2 separate regions of the Rattus norvegicus genome follow, and region 2 is linked to region 1. A link is a contact called in public Hi-C data. All regions are on one chromosome and are shown on one strand. Each heading gives the region's core, a stretch centred on a gene start, on an enhancer-like site or on the middle of the called end of the contact. The rest is flanking DNA. Distances are from core to core; before and after follow the strand shown. Region 1 has its middle 280 kb from the start of U2l1. Region 2 has its middle 130 kb from the start of U2l1.

Evidence for each region. A called contact is a pair of places that touch in the nucleus more often than the background predicts.
Region 2: a Hi-C map of liver shows a contact between it and region 1, with 6 times the contacts expected there. The contact joins two enhancer-like sites. A contact is called at or near these places in 4 of 12 Hi-C or Micro-C datasets (hepatocytes, kidney and liver) and 1 of 1 datasets of contacts at active chromatin or transcription factors (oligodendrocytes).

Annotation. Positions count from the first base shown.
Region 1 is chr7:33,553,467-33,557,672 of GRCr8, reverse strand. No RefSeq gene overlaps it. Among named protein-coding and RNA genes, the nearest start is that of U2l1, 280 kb to the left of the region's middle. Within about 2 kb of position 1,987, at least 4 of the 93 cell types and tissues checked have an H3K27ac peak or open chromatin away from gene starts, as enhancers often do. A contact at or near this core is called in liver, where this site is marked.
Region 2 is chr7:33,964,421-33,968,996 of GRCr8, reverse strand. No RefSeq gene overlaps it. Among named protein-coding and RNA genes, the nearest start is that of U2l1, 130 kb to the right of the region's middle. Within about 2 kb of position 2,671, at least 79 of the 93 cell types and tissues checked have an H3K27ac peak or open chromatin away from gene starts, as enhancers often do. A contact at or near this core is called in liver, where this site is marked.

The DNA of each region.
Region 1 (4,206 bases), core at 738-3,237:
GTATCAATGGAAGGAATAAACTCACAAATGGGGTGGTAAGAATATTGACCGAGGATGATGCTTTCACTCTGTACTACTTGAGTCGTGCCCTAGCTACTGGATGAGAATTTGCCAGCTGCAGGCTCCATATACAGCCCACATCTCGGATGATGGTCTCTTTAAGCATGTTCTCCATCTTCTTCCCTTCTCCATACTCATTGCCCACCAAAAAATAATGCCTTTTGTCTCCTAAGCATCTTTGAACATGACCTCTTCAATATTGCTTTGTTTCAGGTCCTTGTCACCTACTCTTGGCATTCTACAATAGCTTCCTAGCCGGTCCTCAGGCTTCCTGTCTTTCAGTTATGTCCAATTGTGCTTAACTATGTACCACAAGTGTCCCACCTGACATAGCCATGTCTAGACCTACTAGGACGCCTGCTGTTCTGCAGGGTGACCATGGCTGCCATGTTACTCTAAAGATCACTTGCAGCTCCCGTGGGCCATTTCCACTTGATTGCTGACACTACTATCTATCTCGTTTTGGCTGCATAATCTTCCCCAGCAACTCTGCCTGGAGCTGTTGTACTACAGACCAGAGCCAGATGAGTTGGTCTGGTTCCACTACCATGGATTGGATGCTTCTCCAGCCAAACATGTCCTGCTTTTCTAAGAAAAATCTCAGCACTTCTATCATTGAATTGGCTATTTTTTTTATGCCACGGGTGCTTGGTACTTGACACTCTTGTCTAATGTCCTTTCCTGCTTCCTACTGGCAGGATCACTTTTTCATTCTGTTTCTACAATAAGTCACTCTAGCCAAAGCCAACACAAAAGGAGAGGCTTTATTTCATCTTAAAGTTTTAAGTGGCAGTCTATCATTGTGGGTAGTAAAGGCAGGAACTGAAGTAGAAACAACAAACGAATGCCTGTTGCTTCACCCTCTGGCTCAGGCTCAACTAGCTGTTGTATGCATCCCAGGACCAGTTGCTTAGAGATGGTGCTCCTCATAACAGGCTGGGTCCTCCCATATAAATCATCCACTGGGACAATGTCCACCACAGACATGCTCACAGGCCAATCTGATCAAGGCAAAATTTCAATTGAGAATCCCCCTTCCCTCGGGAATCCAGGTTGTGTGTAGGTGACAAAACAAAACAACAACAACAACAACAACAACAACAACAACAACAAAAACTAATGAGGACATAAGGGGACATTGCTGAGACACAGTGATAATACAATGACACAAAAACTTATTGTATGTTCATTCCATGATGCTCTCCTGGGTACAATGTTGACCTATGTGAACCTGTTGAGTTGTGCATCTGTTTGTATTTGTTCGAGTTCAGATGTATGTGCATGTGAAAGACAAAGAACAGCCTCAGGTATTACACCTCAGGAGCTGTCCATTTTATGAGACAGTCTCTCACTGACCCGGGACTCACTGACTAGGTTAGGATGACTAGCTTATGAGCCTCAGGCATCCACCTGTCTCTGCCTCCCCAGCATTGGAATGCCAAGCCTGTACCACCACTCTGGGGTTCTTCATACGGATTCTTCTTCGGTCTCTATGCTGGCACTGCAGGCACCTTTCCCACTGAGCCTCTCTAGCTCTTTGCAGACTTCTTAAGGACAATTCATTTTCTTTCCTTTCAGTGTCTAACATAGAGCCCAACTCAAAACTTTCCGATTCCCATTCATAAGTAATCATAAATGAATTACATTGTTTGGAAAATGCCAAGTACATCAACCATCCTTGGATATAGTCAACAAGTACCAATTCCTTCACATTATAACACTTTACATCTTAAAATTTCAACTTAATCCCTGCCCTTGTGTCATGCTTTCAAATGACGTGGATCTGGCATAGTGATTGATCTCAGCCTTTTGCCATAAGAATAACAGCTTCCTGGGCAAGAGAAAGAACTTTAAAACTCGTTCTTCCAGTGGGGAGTGGTGAAGGGCAGAGTGATGCCAGCAAAAAAGTCCCATCATGTTTGGCATGCCCAATGTTTGCTGTACTTTCTGTCCTGTGTGCCGGAGCTTCTGTTTAACTGAGCTGAGGATTAAAGTATTGAACAAGCAAAGAATTGCTCAACTTCCCTGGATAGGCGGGTCTCATTCAGTATTTGACAGAAAACCTGTCATTTGAGTATGATATATATTTACTGGGGAAAAACAGGATGGCTTAGGCTCAAAGGTCTTTTCTGCTCACCTGCAATGGGAAACCCAGTGTCTCCCTTACCTTCAGGCGCTGAAGCCTGAAACACATTAAGTTTCCATCTCCTCCCCCTGGCCATTTGGATTTGAGCAGCCTCTAAAACAGTCCAGTAAACAGGCAGACAAGACTCCACTTGAGTCTGTTTATAACCTAAAGCTAAAGCATTTATGGAATCACAGACCAGGCTGGGGCATGTCATCTCTGCATTGAAAATCAAAGAATTGCAATTTAGAGGTAGAGGGGCGGGGTGGGGCAGGGCTGGGCTGGGCTGTGAAATCAAAATGGATACAGCTGGCTTTGCTTCTCAACATCTCTAGATGCGAGAAGGTCAGAAAGGCTGTGGGCACGCTCTGCAGTGGATCTGTGACAGGGCAGTGTGGCAGCAGGCCTATGTAAATTAAACAACTTAGCCAATATAGAAAACACATTTTCAGCAAGTAAATAATGCCATTTAAGGGATCCGATTGCTAAAGCAACCTCATTGCCTAACGGGAGGACACTCATCCTTTCACCAAATATTTACTGCCTAGCTCTGGGACTGGCAAGGCTGAGCACTGGTAAGCAATCACCTCTACCCTGAAGTTTTAAAGATTTTGCGATGAAATTTTACAATATTATAGAGAACGTGTTTTTCTTTCTTTGAGACAGGATCTCCTGTTTCCTGGACTGGCATTGACTTGGTTTAAAGCAGATGACCCTGAATCTCTGCCTTCCGGCGCACTCACACCCTCCTGAGTCTGGGGACGCCAGGCAGTGTCCTGAAACAGGTCTGGTTTATGGGGTCCTGGGCATCCATGCTATGTGCCAAGAAACCAGCCTCTTAACTGAGCTATATCCTTTGTGTGAAACATGCCATCTGCAGAAAATCAATCCATTTGTATGAAAGACCCAAAGACGGAAAAACTGCTTTTCTGTAGATACAGGTGCTGGAGCAAAGCACATAAATGTATTCCTAGACTAACCTGTGGTATCTGTGAACCACCCCATGCTAATACCTCTGTATACAAGGACATATACAGGAGCGCTAATGTTTTTAGCGCCTCAGTTACATCTGCTGAGTTTGGTCAGTGATCAAAGAAGACCACACTGTCTGAATTATATTCGCAAAGAGCACAACTACTCTACTGAAATGAGATTCCAGGCTTCAAGTCTTACATTTTTAATTGTCTGAATCAAGATGTATAAAGTTATGTGAGGTAAATGACAGGCATTTTCCCCCTGAATTCGGGCAGCTATGCCTGCCACTGTTCGATGCCAGCAAAAAAAAATCATTATTTTAATGTAAAATTCAGTAACTGAATTCTAACAGGATGAAAACAAGAGAAAAAACATGGAAAAGTTGGCATAAAGTCACCTGAAACAAAATGGCCATCGGGACGAGGTCCAAGCTTGACAGCACGGAAGTTGGTGGACATTCCATCCCTTTGGGTAGAATGATCCATATATTAAGTTACTGAAATGTCAAATGTCACCCATGAGAGGGAACATTTCTGTCCATCCTTTTCTGGTTAGTATGGACTTAAAGAGACATGTGTATCGTATTTTTCAATATAGTATCCATGAGCATCTATCACTAGCAATAAGCTATAAATTCTCCTTACAAAATTATTTGCTCAAGTGTCCATTTTCATAGATCATGAGTGTGTACAGACTCCACATGCTTTTCTCATGCTTACTTTAATTAGTTATGCATCTGTTCATTTTCACAAGAATCTATGAGGCCAGTTCCCTGAAAATTGTTTGATGATGTCACTGGCAATGTTTGCTTGGATCTGGTCTCCTTCCCATGGTGGTTTGAATGTCTGTGGTTCACGGGGTGGCACTACTAGGAGGTGTGGCCTTGTTGAAGTAGGCATGGCCTTGTTGGAGGCAGAGTGACACTGTATAGAGAGGGCTTAGAGACCATCCTCTCAACTGCCTGGAAGACAGATTTCTCCTGGATGCAGTTGGATCAAGATATAGAACTCTCAGCTCCTCCAGTACCATGCCTGCCTGCATGCCAC
Region 2 (4,576 bases), core at 1,422-3,921, 410 kb before region 1:
ATGTACACCAGGAAGGTATAAATATCATCAAATGCTGGGTGGAGGGGTTAAAAGGTTTTCTTTTTTTTTAAAATAATAGCATACCTATTTTATCGGATTATTATTTGCCTTCAAGGAGTTTATATATAAACACAGAGTGAGAGTTGGAAACGCATTTAGAAAATTGTTATTATTGTTGTAAATTTACTTTAAAACCAGACAAGCACAAACAAAAGCCCCAAAGAGAAAAAAAAAAGAAAAACAACAACAAAAACACCCAAAAAACAAAAAACCAAAGAACTTCTCAGATGATTAAGCCAAGAACAAAAATACATGGTCCAAAGAATAAGAGTCTTGTATCAAAAAAAGTTCCATGAGTTCTGGAGTTCAAGGTGCTATGCCACTGCCAAGAGATAAGAATCTTGCCGGGACTCAGTTTAATCAGATTCTTTGAATATAATAAGAATGAAAATTAAGCTAAATTGTCAGCAGCTGGTTGTCTATCTAAACCTAGCAAAGTTCCGGGGAGCTATTATGTAGGAGTTAGAAAGCTGTCTAGGTGCGCCTCAAATCGATGTTGGGAAGAGTGACCTCCTTTTCCAGTGCATTGTCATTGTAGTTCAAATTCACCTTCAGAAATGCAGGGGACATTTCCCCTCAGTAGTGAAATCTACATTACTTTGTATGGCAAAGTATACGCGTTCTCTAAATCTGACTGTTCTCCTTGGGTCTGCCAGAATTTTTGTGTAAAGATTTCCCTATCCTTGGCCACTTTTGTTAGGGAAACCTCTCTCAGCAAAGCATGCCTGCATCTTTGAGTAGGACCAGAGCCATTTCTCCCAGGAGCCTTTGTGAGATTTCTACAGTTGCTTGTCACCATGGTCAAATGATACCTCCTTCCACGGCTTGGGTCTGTCTCTGGAGATTGACAAAGAACACCAGATAAAGTCATCTCCCCAAGCGTGGGTAATTAAATACTGGTCAAACCTACAATCCAAAATCTCTTTTAAGAACTAGAGAAGATTCTAACCCTCTTTTTTTTTTTTTTAGGCCACCCCTCCTCCCCTTTCCTTTGCAGGAAAGAGTTTCCCTTTCTGCCAATATAATTGCTTTGTGATATACATGTTGGGATCAACTTAGCTTTTTCCTCCCTTTCTGGCCTACTAAATGGTTGGCTTAGGGGAAAATCAAACTTTACAGCTTGGCTTTTTCCCACTTGGCAACTTTGATTTCCTGGATATGTTAGGTAATTTTTCAAATTATGTGCTTTAATATCTTGTCCCTTAAAGTGTATTTAGGGAGGTTAAAAAATACCCTCCACTGAACAATAGGTTGAATATGCTACAAACAATGCTTTAACTAAGTGCCCCAAACAAAAATACCCCGCACTGAATATTTATATTTTTAGTTGCCCCACATAATGTATATGCATATTGTATTAATTATATATATTTAAAAAGTAAGGGGGAAAGATGGATATCACTGTAACTCTAATCCAGACACTGCTGAAAATTTAGTCCACCCAAGATGAAAAAATCTACAAAAATCCCTTGTTAAATAAAAAGGTACTCCTATTGAAAAACTCGTGTGTGTGTGTGTGTGTGTGTGTGTGTGTGTGAGAGAGAGAGAGAGAGAGAGAGAGAGAGAGAGAGAGAGAGAGAGAGAGAGAGAGAGAGAGAGAGAGAGAGAGAGAGAGAGAGAGAGAGAGAGAGAGAGAGAGAGAGTTATCTCCACACATCGTGAATTGTTTTTGGATCAAGCCTGAATACAATATATTTTAGGCTTTCCTTTCCTAAAAGGGTAATTCAGAGCCGGGGGAGGAGGGGAGAGGAGAGGAGGCGCAGGTCCATTTCTGACTTAGTTGTTTACAAAAAGCACATGCTAATGTAACAGTGTATACGGAATTAAAGAGAAAATGTCAAACACGCCGTGACATCCAAAACACATTCAGCTGTTGCCTTTTACTATGGAGACTTTCATTCTACAGCGGACTGCCTCCAAGACCCAGTGTTTTTGTGTGTTGGGTTAAAAATAGCCTGCCAAGCCTGACAACTAGATTCTGATTGGTCCGTAAGGGCGGCCGTTCAGCCAATGAGAGCTTCTGGGAACAAAAGCAATTCTTTTGTGTGTGTGAGATGCTCAACCCATGTCAAAACAGCTTCGGGCTGTAGAAATGATTTGGGTAGAGATTTAACAAGGTAATAATGCATTTTAGCCCTCTGAAAGGTTTGAAGCGGAACAAAGAGGGGGGTGGAGTGAGGGGGAGCAGGGGAAATCTACAAAAGAAATGAAACCAGCGCTTAGCTTTTACCGATGAATCATGCGGGTGTTCGTGCTACAAGCATTATTCTTTTCCTTTCCCGACGTCCCCGAGACTTTTACTTACTTTTCAGGCATTTTCTCGTCCCAAACAAAAAGTCATCAAAGACTTTTGACTAACGTGCTCGTTTGCTGTTACGATTCGTTGGCAAGAAGAAAGGGGAAAAAACCTCTTCTTATTAAATGTCACAAAGAGAAAACAAAGACCTATGATTTGTGCACAGTGAGTAGTGAAACTTTGAGCTGTAGATTCTGGATATCAAACACAGCCCACATTCTCAAAGACAGTTCCTGGTCCGTGTACTGATAGCTCTCTAGATTAGGAAAACAAAGAGGGACTTGATGGGAGACAGTTCTGGGTGCTGGCCGCCTTGAAAGCATCGGACCGCCAGGGGTCGCTGTTGCACAGTAGACGAATCTCTACTGCGTGGGCTTCTCTGTAATCTTTAAGGAAAGAAATAGGATGTGATGGGTACCTTTAGACCAAAGAGGAGGGATGGGGGGCGCTGTCGCTATTTGAAATCCTTAAGCATGGCTTTTGATCAACACTATGGGACAAAGCAACTGAAAACAAGATTTACTATACAGGGAATTTAGTGCCACAGAAGACAAATGTTCGTACAGGAACTTGGAATTGTGACTTAAGACAGGCTCTCCTAAACCACATCGCGATTTTAAACTAGATTACAATAACGACAATAAAATGGTGTCACTGATGCCTTATAGTCTCCAACATTTTTATGCGAGCAACCCGTGTAATGTACCCAGTCCAGACGTGTTTTGGCAAAAGAATTCAGATCATACATGGTTTACATATTAACCACAGAGAAAACTATCTGTTCAGCACACGTTTTCCTCTTGAGCATAGATTTCACGATACAGGATTCATAAACGAAACCTAACAAACCTTTACTCCTGGTGTGGCATCTAAAAAAGCCAAGCTTCTGGGTAAAATAGGAACAAAAGTTTATAGTCTAATTGGGTGTGTTAAACCCACGATACCCAAATATTTTCTGTTTGGGAAAAAGCATAATATATTTATCTGTGAAAGATTATTCCAAAGCACATATTGGAAGCTGGTTTTTCCATTCATATTCATCTAGCAAAACTGAAAGAGCAGTGCACTTTTCTGTTTCCTATTACGCTCAATTATAATGCTTTGTACACATTTATAAGGAACTAAAAGACAAAGAATAAAATTTACTTATTAATTATATTTCTCAACAACTGTACTCCCAGAAGACGGTGTGATTGTGTGCATGCACGCAGTCAGCATTCGATAGCTCCAAACAACGTCTATTCCCTTAAGCACTGTTGTGACTTTTATGAAGTTTGCTTAATCGGGTTGTCCTAACAGCAGCTAGAGGAATTGATCGTTGGGCAGGTAGGTATAATTGTGGTAGGGAGCCCAGGAGCTTTAACAGAAATAGCGTGAGGTGGCGGCAGTGGAAGAGCGTTTGGCCACCGTATGTATACCGCATTGGTCATGTTCTATACTTGCTCAGCTCCAGGCCTTGAAGCTGCCCCGATGCCAGACCCTTCCCCCGGGCAAGCGCCAATCCCTAACACTATTAAAGATCCTCTGCTATGCTTGCAGACAGGAGTGTATTGCCCTTGAGAGGCTCCACCCAGCAGCTGATTCAGACAGATACAGACACGGACAGCCAAACAGAACGTGGAGCTTGGGGACTCTTATGGAAGAATAGGAGGATTGTGGGCCGGAAGGGGATAGGAACTCCACAGGAAGACCAACAGAGTCAACTAAACTTTGGAGCTCTCAGAGTCTGAACCACCAACCAAAGGACATACACAGGCTGGACCTAGGCTTCCCTGCACATACGTAGCAGGTGTGCAGGTTGGCCTTGATGTGGGCTCTGAACTACTGGACAAGAGGGATTGGAGGCCCTATGCCAGAAGCTGTTGCTAGGCGGGATATGTTCCTCTAGCTGGGCTGCTGTGTCTGGTCTTGGTGGGAGGGGAAGCCACTAGCATAGAAGAGATTTAAGGTCCCAGGGTGGGGAGTGTACTCACGAGGGGCCCCTACCCACTCAGAGGTAAAGGAGAAATGGGGGAGGATTGTGGGAGGGGGTAACTGGGAGGGGGGCAGTGAGTTGGATGTAAAGTAGAGAGATGAGAAAAATGCAAGAGGCTGTTTTGTCCACACTGCTACACCTCTGCAGTTGGAATCAATAGTTTGCAGGAAGCTGCCTTCCTTATCCTCCGAGAATCACACAGTGCTATTTACAGGAAAGCAAGCTTACTTTTTCTATAGATGGCT